Linked DNA regions of Sus scrofa: all the other regions are linked to region 2. A link is a contact called in public Hi-C, HiChIP or PLAC-seq and promoter capture Hi-C data. All regions are on one chromosome and are shown on one strand. The core of a region is the stretch at or near the end of the contact, and the rest is flanking DNA. Distances in the headings are between cores, read along the strand shown.

Region 1 (2,890 bases), core at 41-2,540, 180 kb before region 2:
CATTTGTAGGTCAGGACAGCAGAAGGTTCATTTTTGAACATGGATGACTAGTTGGGATCACATGCTCCAAGCTGCCCTCATTCTTCAATATGGTATATTGGCAGAGTGGGATAAAAGTGCACCACATCAGTAAGCGCCCAGGGATTCTGGTCCCAAGCTGGCAAAGTTCATCCTGGGCAGGACATTTAACCTGCTGTACAGAACCATTACCATCTCTCCCATTCCTCAGTTGACTCAGAACCCAACCCAGGCCTGAGGCATGGCTCAAATGACACAATAGATGTGAAGATGCTTTAGGAAATATCATCTCACTGATGGAAGTCTGGTCTGGACACTGGTGTAAAGAGAAGCAACCATTCCAGCCTATGGTGCTGCTGAAGATGCCGCATGCAGGAAAGCAAGATGGTTACTGAGGCACAGACTTCACCCGAGGCCTCAAAGTCATGCTTAATTATTTTCTTTCCTTCCTTGAAAGATGAATTTAAAATCTGACTCACAGGGTGTTCCCTTTGTGGCTCAGCAGTAACGAATCTGACTAGAATCTGGGAGGAGGCAGGTTCTATACCTGGTCTGGCTCAGTGGGTTACGAAAAAAAAGGAAAAAAAGAAAAAAAAATCTGGCTCACAGGCAAAGGGCTTCCCAGTTTATTTGAAACACTGTTACAACTTTTTGAATTCCATACTGTGGATTAGACACTTTTTTTTTTATTATTTCCGATCTTCACAATTACACTTTACAGTAGGGCTCCTACTCTTCTTTCTCAAAGGCTCAGAGAAGTTAAAGGACTTGCCTAGTCTGCGGAAGCGCAAGGATTATAACGGAATCTGGGCTCCTAACCCGGCTGACCTCTTCTCTGGGTAAGAAAGACTTTTGAGGCAGATGGAGGGAAGCAAGGAGAAATGCAAAATGAGGTTTTTAGATTCCAGAATACACCTGATCGTGTAAAGTTCACCTCTACACATAAAGTTTTTTTTTCAAGTCATTAGACGGGGGACATACTCTACCGGCCATCTTGGTTGTGGCAACTCCGATTTTTAAAAAAAATTTTTTTCTGTGACGACAACCAAGGGAATTAGGCAAAGCCGCCCTACCTAGGGTTATTGAGGAGCACCAGGAAATCCCCCGGCAAAGAGCGCTGCTTTCCTGCCGCAGAGGTGCAGGCAGCGGACACCCCCGGCCTTTGCTCCCAGCTGGCGGGTCGGCGCCAGCGCAGGAGGAGCTCGGACGGACCCCGTCAGGCCCCGCCCCGCCGCCCCGCCGCCCCGCCCCCTTATCTAAATACGCGGCGCCGGCGGGTGCGTCGAGCTCGCCGCGGACCCAAGATGGCGGCGTGTGGACGTGTACGGAGGATGTTCCGCTTGTCGGCGGCTCTGCAGCTGCTGCTGCTCGCGGTGCTCGGGGCAGAGAAACTCTCCGGCCCAGGCGGCCACAACCAGGGCCAGGGCCAGGGGGGCAACTTTCTGCCTCTCGTAGGGCAGCCTGGAGGCGGCGGGCTGGCGGGTCAGCCGCTGCTCCAGCTGCCTCAGTCATCTCAGTTCCAGCAACAGCAGCAGCAGCAGCAGCAACAGCAGCAACAGCAGCAGCAGCAGCAGCAGCAGCAACAGCAGCAGCAACAGCCTCAGCAGCCACAGCCGCCTTTCCCGGCGGGTGGGCCTCCGGCCCGGCGGGGCGGAGCAGGGCCTGGCGGGGCTGGCGGGGGTTGGAAGCTAGCGGAGGAAGAGTCCTGCAGGGAGGACGTGACCCGTGTGTGTCCCAAGCACACCTGGAGCAACAACCTGGCGGTGCTCGAGTGCCTGCAGGACGTGAGGGAGGTGAGGAGGCGGGACGGGGCCGGGAGGTCCAGGCCTGGTGCGGGCCCGAGGGTGTTGCCGGCCTTGACGCCGGTCTGCTGCTTTTCTGGCTTCCTCTGTGGTGCGCTCGCTCCTTCCCTCTCTGCCCCTTGCCCTGGCGCTTTCCAAAAAGGGACCCCACCCCCACCTTTCATTCCCTCGGGGTGCGGGGCCTGGGACTCAGATCCCGGCTCCGCGCGGCTATCAGCGAAGGCCCAGAGCGTGTTTATGTTTGCTCCGGTCTTTTGTGTGATGCTCTAAGCTCTGTGGCTCCTCGCTGAAGACCTGTTTAGGATTTTGCCACGCGTATCGACTTGGATAATTTGTAGCAACCTTTTTAAACACGAAAAATGGTTGGCGTACTTCAGCTGTTAAAGAATGTCCTGGTGTTTGTTGGCGGTAGATAACGTTTGTTTAGACAACTCGGGTTCTATTCTGATGTGTGTTACGGTCAGCAGCCGAATTTACTGTCTTTGCCCTAGTCTTTTGTAATTCGAAAATTCCTGTTATTTACCAGCTTCTGAAACTAATGTGTGCTTTTTTTCCGCCTTAACTTCTTTTGGTTAATTTGTAGTGAATCTCAGCTGTAAGATCACTCCAAGTGATTCAGAGTCCCAAAGCTTGAAAAGTTGGGGTAGCGTTTGAAGTTGTAATACAGCTACAGTATTTATGATTGCTTTGTGGAGTCTTTGCCTTTGTGACGTCTGAATATGATTTTAACAGTACCTCTTAATGCAATCTAGGTTTGGGATTGTAGCAGAATTTCTCCTCTGCATTTAATGCTGCAAATGTAAATGCATTTTTGACAGTTCTCAAAGTTTGGGAGCAAATCTGGTGGGGATACTTAAAAAAATTTTTTTTAAATTAAAGTATAGTTGATTTATGATGTTCTGTCAGTTTCTTCTGTTCTGCAAAGTCACCCAGTCATAAATCTGTATATACACTCTTTTTCTCATGTTATCTTCCATCACGTTCTCTCACGTGGTAGGAATACTTTTTAAAAAAGGTTTTGATGTATAGAATTAGGGCCAGAGGTTGACAAGTGGAATGTAGCCACTGCT
Region 2 (2,785 bases), core at 219-2,718:
GGATCCAGAGTTGACAGGAGCTGTGGTGGAGGTCACAGATGCGGCTTGGGTTGGCATTCCAGTGGCTGTGGCCACAGCTCCAATTTAACCCCTAGCCTGGGAACTTCTCTATGCCTGGATGCGGCCCTAAAAAGACAAAAAAAAAAAAAAAAAAAACACACACACACAAACAACAAGAACAACAACAACAAAAAACTGTGACAGCGTTCCCTCGTGGCACAATGGGTTAAGGATGTGGCATTGTCACTTCAGTGGTTCAGGTTGCTACTGTAGTGCTGATTTGATCCTTAGCCTGGGAACTTCTGCATGCAGCCGGCGACCTAAATAAATAAATAAATAAATACTTGTGACATTTTCCTCCTGAAATTGCCACATCTAGGTATCAAGTACATCTTAGCAAGAATATGCCTCAGATCTGTTAGTCTATAATGTCTTCATTTGGGAGCAGCTGGTGACCATAAGCTTTAAGCCCATAACTGAACCATTTAAGTACATTTCTTGCACCGAAGCCAGGAACGCCTTGAACATTCATACATCAGGGTAGCAAAATGCAGTGTCTGTTGCCGGGAAACCAGACCTCAAATGGGCTGTCTTGTGTGAGTTCACTGGCAAGTAAAAATGCATAAAGTGCAAGTTTCAGGCTGGCATGGTGACACAGGGGTCCCTGGAACTTCACTGCCACACTTTAGTGGCAGAAGCCCTTTCTTGTGCACGGCTGAATCCCATCACCTGGCACAGTGCCAATCCTTTAACACAACTGGTTTGAGTGGTGAGATGGGCTTGGGTGTGGCCCCAAGTGGAGAGAAGCCTGTACCATTAGATCGCTTTCCATTCTAAGAAATATTTACTGGATAACGTGCCACACGCTAAGCGCTGAGAACACAGCAGAATAGGAGATTTAGGGTCTACTGTCAGAGGGCAGAGTGTGCAGCTAGTTGGGAAAGGTAGTCAACTAATTTACTTTAGCACAAGTTCTATAAAGGAAAGAAAACAGCGTGATGTGCTAATAAGCAAGGTGCCCAGATCGCAGGTCTTCTTAAACTGCCTCTGAGATCGGGCGGGGACAGCAGAAAAGATTCCTGATCCGCTGTACTAGTGATTCGCCCAGGAAGACCGCAGCAACGGCCAAAAACAGAGCAGCTTTCGGTCCAAGAATCTTTTTTAGGCCCTGGACTGAGTGTCCTTAGGCGGCAGACACGTGGGACCGGACCTGAGGACTCGCCTCGCGCGCGCGGTAAGAGAACCCCTGCCCTCCGCAGGCTCCACCAAAGCTCCGGCCATCTTGGCCGTCCCAGCTGCATCGGTAGAAATCGGTAAGGTCCGAAGCTGCAGTTCTAAAGCGACTTTGAAACACCCCGCCTCCAGTGCGACTGCATCTTCGTCGAGACGGTGGTTCCCCTCCGCCCACCTTCAAGCGGAGACACTCGGGACCCAAACAACCCCCCACGTGTCAGGGGCGGAGCAGTCGATGACGTCACGACGCGCGTGCGCGAGTGGGATCACGCGCTGCCGTACCCTTCCTACGGATCGTAAAGCGCGGAAGGTCGCGGACTCAAGCTTCCCCGGAACTTTTTCGGCCCACCGCCCCGCCCCCTTCCCATTCCCTGTCCCCACCCCCCTTCCGGCCCCCAGGACCCCAGCCAACTGTTGTGGTCGCTTCCCTGCTTCAGCCGGGGTGTGGCTGCTTGCGGAGCTTGTGGAGGCCGGTGAGGTAAGGAGAAGCTCCGGGGGCCGCTCTGGCCTCCGGGTCTGCTCGGACTTTGCCGCCACGGGGCCCTCAGCCCCCCACCCCCGTTCCTGCTGGGGGCTCCCGGCCGCGCTTCGTTTCCCGTGGGTTCTGCCTGGTCCTCCCGCAGGCTCGTCCTGGCGCCGGGACTCCGCCCGCCCGGGCCGACACTGCGTTGCCCGATCTTCCTTAATCTCACCCGCGGCAGTGGCGCCTAGCGGACCGGTGCCCGGCTCCCCGGTTCTTCCAGGCGCCCTCAGCCTAGCCCGGATGCCCAGGACGGCGGGAATGACCTCGTTCCTGGCGCCCCGCCTCGGGCTTGCACACCGCCCCCCCGCCAGCCTCCGCAGCGGGGGTCAGGCTTGTTCAGCTGGGCCAGGTCTGCAGGTGAAATTGTTTTCCCGCGTGGAAACGTGGTCCGCTTGCGCTTAATTAACTAGTAAAACTGCTGCGGAGTCGGCAGTGAAGTTACCTGGAAAGTCCAGGCCGGGGCAGTGAGCTCGCTACTAACGTTTGACCTCTTGGTTCTGATGTGTTTGACCCTGAGGTTTGATTCAAGCATTTTCAAGCTTTTTTCGCCCTCGCTTGTGTAGGGGGATGCGGGACATGGAGTTAGCCTGTGTGAAAGGGACACTTTTCCAGGGCCAGGGATTTGTATTTGTACAGGGATTTGTATTCATTTCTTAAACTAGTCTGATTATCTGGTACACTTGTTGAAAAAAACAGCAACCTGAACCAGCAGGATCAGAATGTTAAGAGATGGACTCTGGGAGGAAGAGTGTGTCTGTGACTTGAGTTTTAAAGCAGGTGTCCCAGGGGGCTCTTGCCGAGGCAGGTGTGGGAAATGATGTGTTCATCTCTGTCTTCTTACCCAGTCTTCCTTGGGACTAGCAGCCCATTTCTCCAGGGTGCTGTGGCCATGCAGAGGAACAGCTCAGAGGGAGTCGGGGCTGTCCTCTTGTTCTAGGTGTAAGCAGATCTGAGCATAACCAGCCCCAGCAGTGAGGTTGTTTAGCAGAAATTCTTCTTAGCAGGAGTTCCCGTCGTGACGCAGTGGTT
Region 3 (3,032 bases), core at 279-2,778, 190 kb before region 2:
CATTAAACTTTGTTGAGAATCTATATTTTTTATTCAGACTTTCTGCTGGACCTCAGAGGGTATCCTTCCAGCAGGCATTTAGGATATGAGTGTGCACCAAGCATTTCCAGAGGATGTGACAGCCCTCTAGAGTGGTCTTATCACTTGAGCTCTAAGACTTGGGAATGTTTAGTCCCTGGAGGGACTAACCAACCATCTTGATGCAGCGTGGACACAGAAGAGTCTTCATGTGAACACAAGAGGGCGCTGAAGTACCTTGGGACAGATTTGATCTATTTCCGACCTTAGCGGCTGAAAACCTTTTAGTGTAACTTGGTCCCATCCCAGGTGTGTGGTAGAGCGCATCCAGTCTGCTTCGTGGCAGGAACAGTTATGTTCCAGGTGTGCCATGCTGGGATATGGGCACACTCAGTGATGAAGGTGGCTGGCGGACCCATTCCTAATGCCGAGTCTACCCAGTTCATCACACTGTGGCAATCAAGGAAAGAGACCCCTTGTTTGAGCACTAGAGAAGCCTCGCTTTTTTTCTAACCAGCTTAGGATCTCAGGATTGGTTTTATATAAGCCAGTGCTTTGAAGGCCACTCTTTTCCCCTCTCGCTAAGAAGAGATAAGCCATATGTCAGAGCTCTCGAGGCTCTCCTAGGATGAGATGTCAGGAGCAAGGAGCCATAACCAAGAGAGGCTGACGAAAGAGAAGCTGCTCAAACTGCTGTTGACAGCAGGAGAAGGGCGTGTTTGTCTCTTCCGTTAGCGTTTCTGAATAAAGCCAGCCCCCTGGAATGAGGGGCCATTCTTGAGCATGTCTGGGACTCCCCCGTTAAAGCCTTCCCCCAGGTGAAACTGATGTTGGATTCCGAGTTCCTCTGATTTGCCTGCCTTCCTAACTTTTTTTAAAAGGGTTCCTGGTATCATAGTTATTCTCAGGACGATATTAGTGGTGGATTTACAGGGAGATGCTCAACCATCATTCATTCTAGTCCTGGATTGTCCAGCTTTCTCTCTAATAGAGGGTTTAGTTTATATCTGTTTGCTTTGCCAAAGGCTACTGTGTTAAACTGCTGTCCCCAACAGAACATGTCTCAAGGCGTGCTCCTTGTTCTTGGGAGCAGGATGGCGAATAGTGTGATTTTCTTAAATAACTGTTGTAGAAATGTGGTTTTTATTTTAAAACAGTTCTGACCTGTCGGTTCCTGAGCTGTTTCCAGCATTTCTCCTGGCTATTGCAGTAGATTTCCCAGAGTTCCACCTTTTAGTTGTGCTTTTTTAAGAGTGGCCTCCTTCTATTTAAGGACCTCTTTCAAAAAGCCGGTTTCCAAGGCTTAGGAAAGAGTCCGCTTTCTCAGAGGAGGTATTCCCTTTGATATGTTGATGATTGAGAATGCCAGGGCATAGAGCTTCCGGTGGCAGGAAAAGATTTGAATTAAAAAGCAGAACTCTTGTGGTTTCTGCCACTGATCAGAGAGGATGCGAGTGCTCTGGTTCTGGCCGCCTTTGTCTTGGGCAGGAGCAGAAACCAGGGCAGGGCTGGGATTTGACTAATGTTGCAGTTACACTCAGCGGAGGCCAGTTCATTCCTCCCCAGCATAGGAACCAAGGGACTGGTATTACTAGAGGAGTTGAAAGAATCTCATGTCCTACCAATCTTTGCATTCCTCTAGTAAATTTAGATGTTTTAGAAACAAATTCTTGTGACGGACTGATTTCTCCAAAGGAAAAAACTTCACCCCTGGCCCTGCTCCCCTCTGCCTGGCAGCAGAGGTTACAGCTGAGACCAGGCTCTGCCCCACCCCGTTCCCTCTCCCTGTCTCTGAGCTCGTTCCCTATTTGGGGGTTTGGAGTTAAAGCAACCTCAAAATATGTTCTTACTGTATATATCCTGAACCTGCTTTGAAAACCAGTGTGTCTTTGTTTAAGTTCTATATTTTATGTTTGTGTTTTACTCTTTAATGTTAATATGAATAAAACATTTACCATGTGTACCAGCTCTTGAGGTCTTTTGTCTTTTTGACCGCTAGAGGCAGGATCGTGTCTCCCTTTGGAGGAGGGTTGCAGTTGCAGCCCAGTAGGTCTTCATTCATTTCGTATAGTCAGATCCAGGATGGGCCCTGGACCTGAAGTGAAAATCTTGTTTAAATTGATGAGGTAGTTGAGGCTGTTGTTGGACATTCTCTTTTACTGTTGCTACGGAGACGGTCTGTGTTTGCCTGTTAAGAACTTCCCTACACTGGTCATTTGTTTACTCTCGGATCCAGAGGTCTAAATGCTGCAACTGCATCTCCCAGACTCTGCCTGCTGGCTTCCTATGAGTCGAATCCAGAAGACTATAATATGGGAAGAGGAGAGAACTCACCCTTTTCTTTTTCTTTTATATATATATATTTATTTATAAATACATATTTATTTATTTATTTATTTTTGCTTTTTAGGGCTGCACCTGCAGCCTATGGAAGTTCCCAGGCTAGGGGCAAATTGGAGCTACAGCTGCCGGCCACAGCCACAGCAACATGAGATCCAAGCCACGTCTGCTCATGGCAACATCAGATCCTTAACCCACTGAGCAAGGCCAGGAATCAAATCGCCTCCTCACGGATGCTAGTTGGGCTTGTTAAATGCTGAGTCATGAAGGGAACTCCACCCTTTTCTTTCTATTAGTCTTTGGCAGCTTTTCTGAGGGTGGTGGCAGCACTGGGCAAATGTGGGCTCCTGGGTTTGTGCTCAGCACAGTTCTGGCCACTTGCTCAGCTTCTTTTTCTGTTGAGTTCAGGGATCCCTTTTGCCATAAATAATGGGGTTCTGGGATTAGACTGGAAAGGCTGAAAATGTTTTCTAGCCAAACAGCAAGTGGAATTTAATAGATTACAGGAGGACTAAATCCATAGGTATAAATAAGCTTAACATTGTCAGGGAGCCTGACAGAAAAGGATAAAGAGGTAAAACCCCAAATTACCAAGAAACCTAACACCACTCTTTTCTCTTCCGTAGTGTTCTTTTTTGTTTCCCATCTCAGTGATTGGCTGCAAGTGAAATCTC
Region 4 (3,025 bases), core at 385-2,884, 240 kb before region 2:
ACTGTCTAATTTTTCTGCATCGAACATGCTATTACTTATATACCAATGAGAATCATTCAAGATGTTTTTCATTCTACTCAATAATATATGCATTTGATCACAAAAGAAAATTCCTTTCTCATATTAGCCTTGTGGTAGTTCAGTAGAAGCTCCTGTAGAGGCAGGAAAGGGTTGGGGGGGGTTGGCAGTACAAATGCCAACACTGACTTCAAGACAGTGAAGTAAGAGTTTTAACTAAGGGACATAACCTCCCCCTCCTCCCCTCAAACCATCCTTCTGGTAATTATGTAGCAACCACATCCCCTGTGTCTAAGTCAGTAGACCCTGCCAATGTTGCTCCAGGCATTGTTTATCAGTTTTGCTTCTGTAATCTTGCTTGCTCAGTTTTTTAGGCAGGAGCACCCTCTGCTCTGGGAAGGGAGAAGTTTGGGGCTGCTTACATGAGAAAAATAAGACCCTGTACTGTATAAAAGTTTCTGAGAACAAAGACCTGGTGCTCAGACTCTGGAGGTGACTCCTCTGAGCCCACAGTGGTGTGCTGAATAAACCTTGCTTTTCCATCTCCGAGTGCCGTTTGTCTCTTTCCGCTGCCACGGTTTCTGCAGTTTCTGCCGCAACAGGTTTAAAGGAGAAAAATGTTGAAAAATTAATTATTTGGATTTTCCCTGACTTTCAATGATCTACGTTCTCATCTGCTACCAGTTACATTGAAAAGTGGCAGTTGAGCAAAGCAAATTTTGGCAATGTGTAGTCTGTGCCTGAAGTTTGGATTTTTAGGTCTTCCTCAAAAGTGATATTTCATCTTTCATGCAGGTGCTTAAAAAATATTTGCCGTAAGTGATGTGATGATAGTTTAGTAGCAGACAGCTTACTGCAATGGTTTGGAATGGAAGAGGTCGTGTAGGCAAGTTTTGTTGCCTACTTTCTCTCTCTCTTTTTTTTTTTTTTTTTTTTTTTTTTGTCTTTTCTAGGGCTGCACCCGTGGCATATGGAGGTTCCCAGGCTAGGAATTCGAATTGGAGCTGTAGCTGCCGGCCTACGCCACAGCCACAGCAACATGGGATCTCAGCCATGACTGCAACCTACACCACAGCTCACAGCAATGCAGGATCTTTAAGTCATTCAGTGCGGCCAGGGATCGAACTCGCAACCTCATGCGAGTGGATTTATTAACCACTGAGCCACGACAGGAACTCCTTCTTTCTTTTTCTTTTCTTTTCCTCTTTTTTTTTTTTTTTGTCTTAGGTAAGTTTTCATTAGCTCCTCAATCCCACTAGATGCTATCTCTGAACCGGGTTGTCCCACTCCTCTTTACAGGCTCTGGGATTCCGTGTGCAATATTGTGAAATTATTGAATTAGCTACCAGCCTTTGGATAAAGAAAGGTCCTTTATTAAAGAGTTAGGAAGAAGCAGCATGAGCCACTATTTTAATGTTTTCATCTTTCGAAATGGACCAAAAATCTTCCCCTTTCTGCTTTCTCCCGCCAGTAAGTTCAAATAAAGAGCGGCAAAACCCTTCTTCCGCTTTTCTCTTTGGGGGCCCGGACGCGAGCTGACGGACGTGGATATCTACCAATTGTACGAGGTCTCCTCGAGCGTGATCCCGCCCAATCCGTTTACGAAGGGCCAGCCAATGAAAGCTCCGCTGTTTTAGCCAGGGGCCAGCAAGGAAGAAGAAGAAAGGGTATTGGCCGTCGGCCGAGACTGCCGCCCAATAGAAGCAGGCCAAGCCCTCTACTCAGGCGCGCCGCTTGAGTTGCTGGGGAAGCGGCTGTTGGAGTCTGTTCAACGCGAGTGTTTTCGGGGAGATAGCTGCTTCCCCTGCGGCCTCAAGCGTCTGACCACTGTTCTTCCGGATTCAGGTGAGATGGGCGCTTGCCTATCGGAAAACTTGGGCCTCTGGCTCCGAGATGACTTCCCGATCGGGGTCCCTGGACATAGGGCCAGGGGACTCCCCCACGAGGTGGGCTGCGGGCTGGCATGGAACCCGGCGGTCTGAGGAGGTCCTACGCGGCCCCGACAGTCGGGCCCTCGCTCTTTCTCTGTTGCTGGAGAGGCGGCAGAAGTGAAGATGGGGGCAGGGTAGCAGGAACTTCGGAAGGAATTAGAAGTTCTGGCCGCTTTCCAGGAATCCGATCCTCGAACTCACCTAATGCAAAAAATTGCCATCCCGGGGAGCAACCCCCCACTCCCCGCTTGCATCACTTTAAAAGTTGGCTGAAGGACCTAATTTTCGTTCTGTCCAACTTTATCTCACAGCAACACTGTGACGTAAACACTTTTGTTATCCTAATTTTACAGACGAACGAGTCAAACAGAAGCTAGGAAACTGTCCTGAGGTCCCCCAGGTAGGACGTGACAGAGTAGGGATTTGAACCCGAGTCGGCTCGACTCCCCGCCGGCGCCTTTTATTCTTTTAATTGGGATCCATCGTCCCGCCTGGTGCGGACTTTGCTTGAAATCTGAGTGACAAAGCTTGGGAAGATGTCCTAGGACGAGGCTGCTCAAGGCTTGGGGGCGGGGGGACAGCCGGCAGCCTTTTGCTCTGGGCACCCCCGGTCAGCGCCCGGCCTGGGGGGATCTGTGTTTCCCCACATGGATTGAAAAGACTTGTTCTAGGACAGCGCTGTTCAGAGAACTTTCTGCCAAGATGAAACTACTCTCTATCTCTCCTCTCCTCTCTGTCTCTCACGGTTTCTCTCAATATCTGGTGCTGATATGTCCTTAGTTGTTGGGGGCGGGGCTTGGTTTGGTTTTGTGGTTTTTGCTTTTTGTTTTTAGGTGTTTGGTAATTCAGTAGATCCCTGGCCTCGTCCCGTGGGTTAAAGATCCCGCCTTGCTGTGAGCTGTGGTGTAGGTTGCAGACATGGCTCCGAAATGGTGCTCTGTGGCATAGGCTGGCAGCTGCAGCTATGATTTGACCCCTAGTCTGGGAACCTCCATATGCTGCAGGTGCAGATCCAAAAAGACAAAAAAAAAAAAAAAAAAAAAAAAAGAATTCCTTCCTTTTTTTTTTCTGTGAAA

Evidence for each region. Promoter capture Hi-C pulls out the DNA fragments that hold promoters and counts their contacts. Hi-C and Micro-C count contacts between places; a contact is called where the count stands out from the background. HiChIP or PLAC-seq counts read pairs in DNA pulled down with a chosen protein or histone mark.
Region 1: an H3K27ac HiChIP or PLAC-seq map of alveolar macrophages shows a contact between it and region 2. The contact joins the promoter of GLG1 here to the promoter of PDPR in region 2. A contact is called at or near these places in 2 of 5 promoter capture datasets (both in liver), 6 of 47 Hi-C or Micro-C datasets (blood, embryonic fibroblasts, heart right ventricle and 2 more) and 2 of 2 datasets of contacts at active chromatin or transcription factors (alveolar macrophages and skeletal muscle).
Region 3: a promoter capture Hi-C map of fetal liver shows a contact between it and region 2, with 8 times the contacts expected there. The contact joins the enhancer-like site here to the promoter of PDPR in region 2. A contact is called at or near these places in 5 of 5 promoter capture datasets (fetal liver, fetal skeletal muscle, liver and 1 more), 34 of 47 Hi-C or Micro-C datasets (adipose tissue, alveolar macrophages, blood and 17 more) and 2 of 2 datasets of contacts at active chromatin or transcription factors (alveolar macrophages and skeletal muscle).
Region 4: a contact with region 2 is called in a Hi-C map of skeletal muscle, with 6 times the contacts expected there. The contact joins the promoter of RFWD3 here to the promoter of PDPR in region 2. A contact is called at or near these places in 2 of 5 promoter capture datasets (fetal liver and skeletal muscle), 4 of 47 Hi-C or Micro-C datasets (heart right ventricle, liver and skeletal muscle) and 2 of 2 datasets of contacts at active chromatin or transcription factors (alveolar macrophages and skeletal muscle).

Annotation. Positions count from the first base shown.
Region 1 is chr6:13,010,539-13,013,428 of Sscrofa11.1, forward strand. GLG1 (Golgi apparatus protein 1) reads left to right here and starts at 1,291. Exons shown (of 27, transcript XM_005664351.3): 1 at 1,291-1,811. The coding sequence starts at 1,323.
Region 2 is chr6:13,185,909-13,188,693 of Sscrofa11.1, forward strand. It overlaps PDPR (pyruvate dehydrogenase phosphatase regulatory subunit, mitochondrial), which reads left to right and starts at 1,469. Exons shown (of 20, transcript XR_002344509.1): 1 at 1,469-1,711.
Region 3 is chr6:12,992,068-12,995,099 of Sscrofa11.1, forward strand. RFWD3 (E3 ubiquitin-protein ligase RFWD3) reads left to right here. Exons shown (of 13, transcript XM_003481788.4): 13 at 1-1,985. Among named protein-coding and RNA genes, the nearest start is that of GLG1, 18 kb to the right of the region's middle. Within about 2 kb of position 1,529, at least 14 of the 83 cell types and tissues checked have an H3K27ac peak or open chromatin away from gene starts, as enhancers often do. A contact at or near this core is called in adipose tissue, alveolar macrophages, epiblast stem cells and 2 more, where this site is marked.
Region 4 is chr6:12,950,609-12,953,633 of Sscrofa11.1, forward strand. It overlaps RFWD3 (E3 ubiquitin-protein ligase RFWD3), which reads left to right and starts at 1,635. Exons shown (of 13, transcript XM_003481788.4): 1 at 1,635-1,863. MLKL (mixed lineage kinase domain-like protein) reads left to right here. Exons shown (of 11, transcript XR_002344504.1): 11 at 1-568.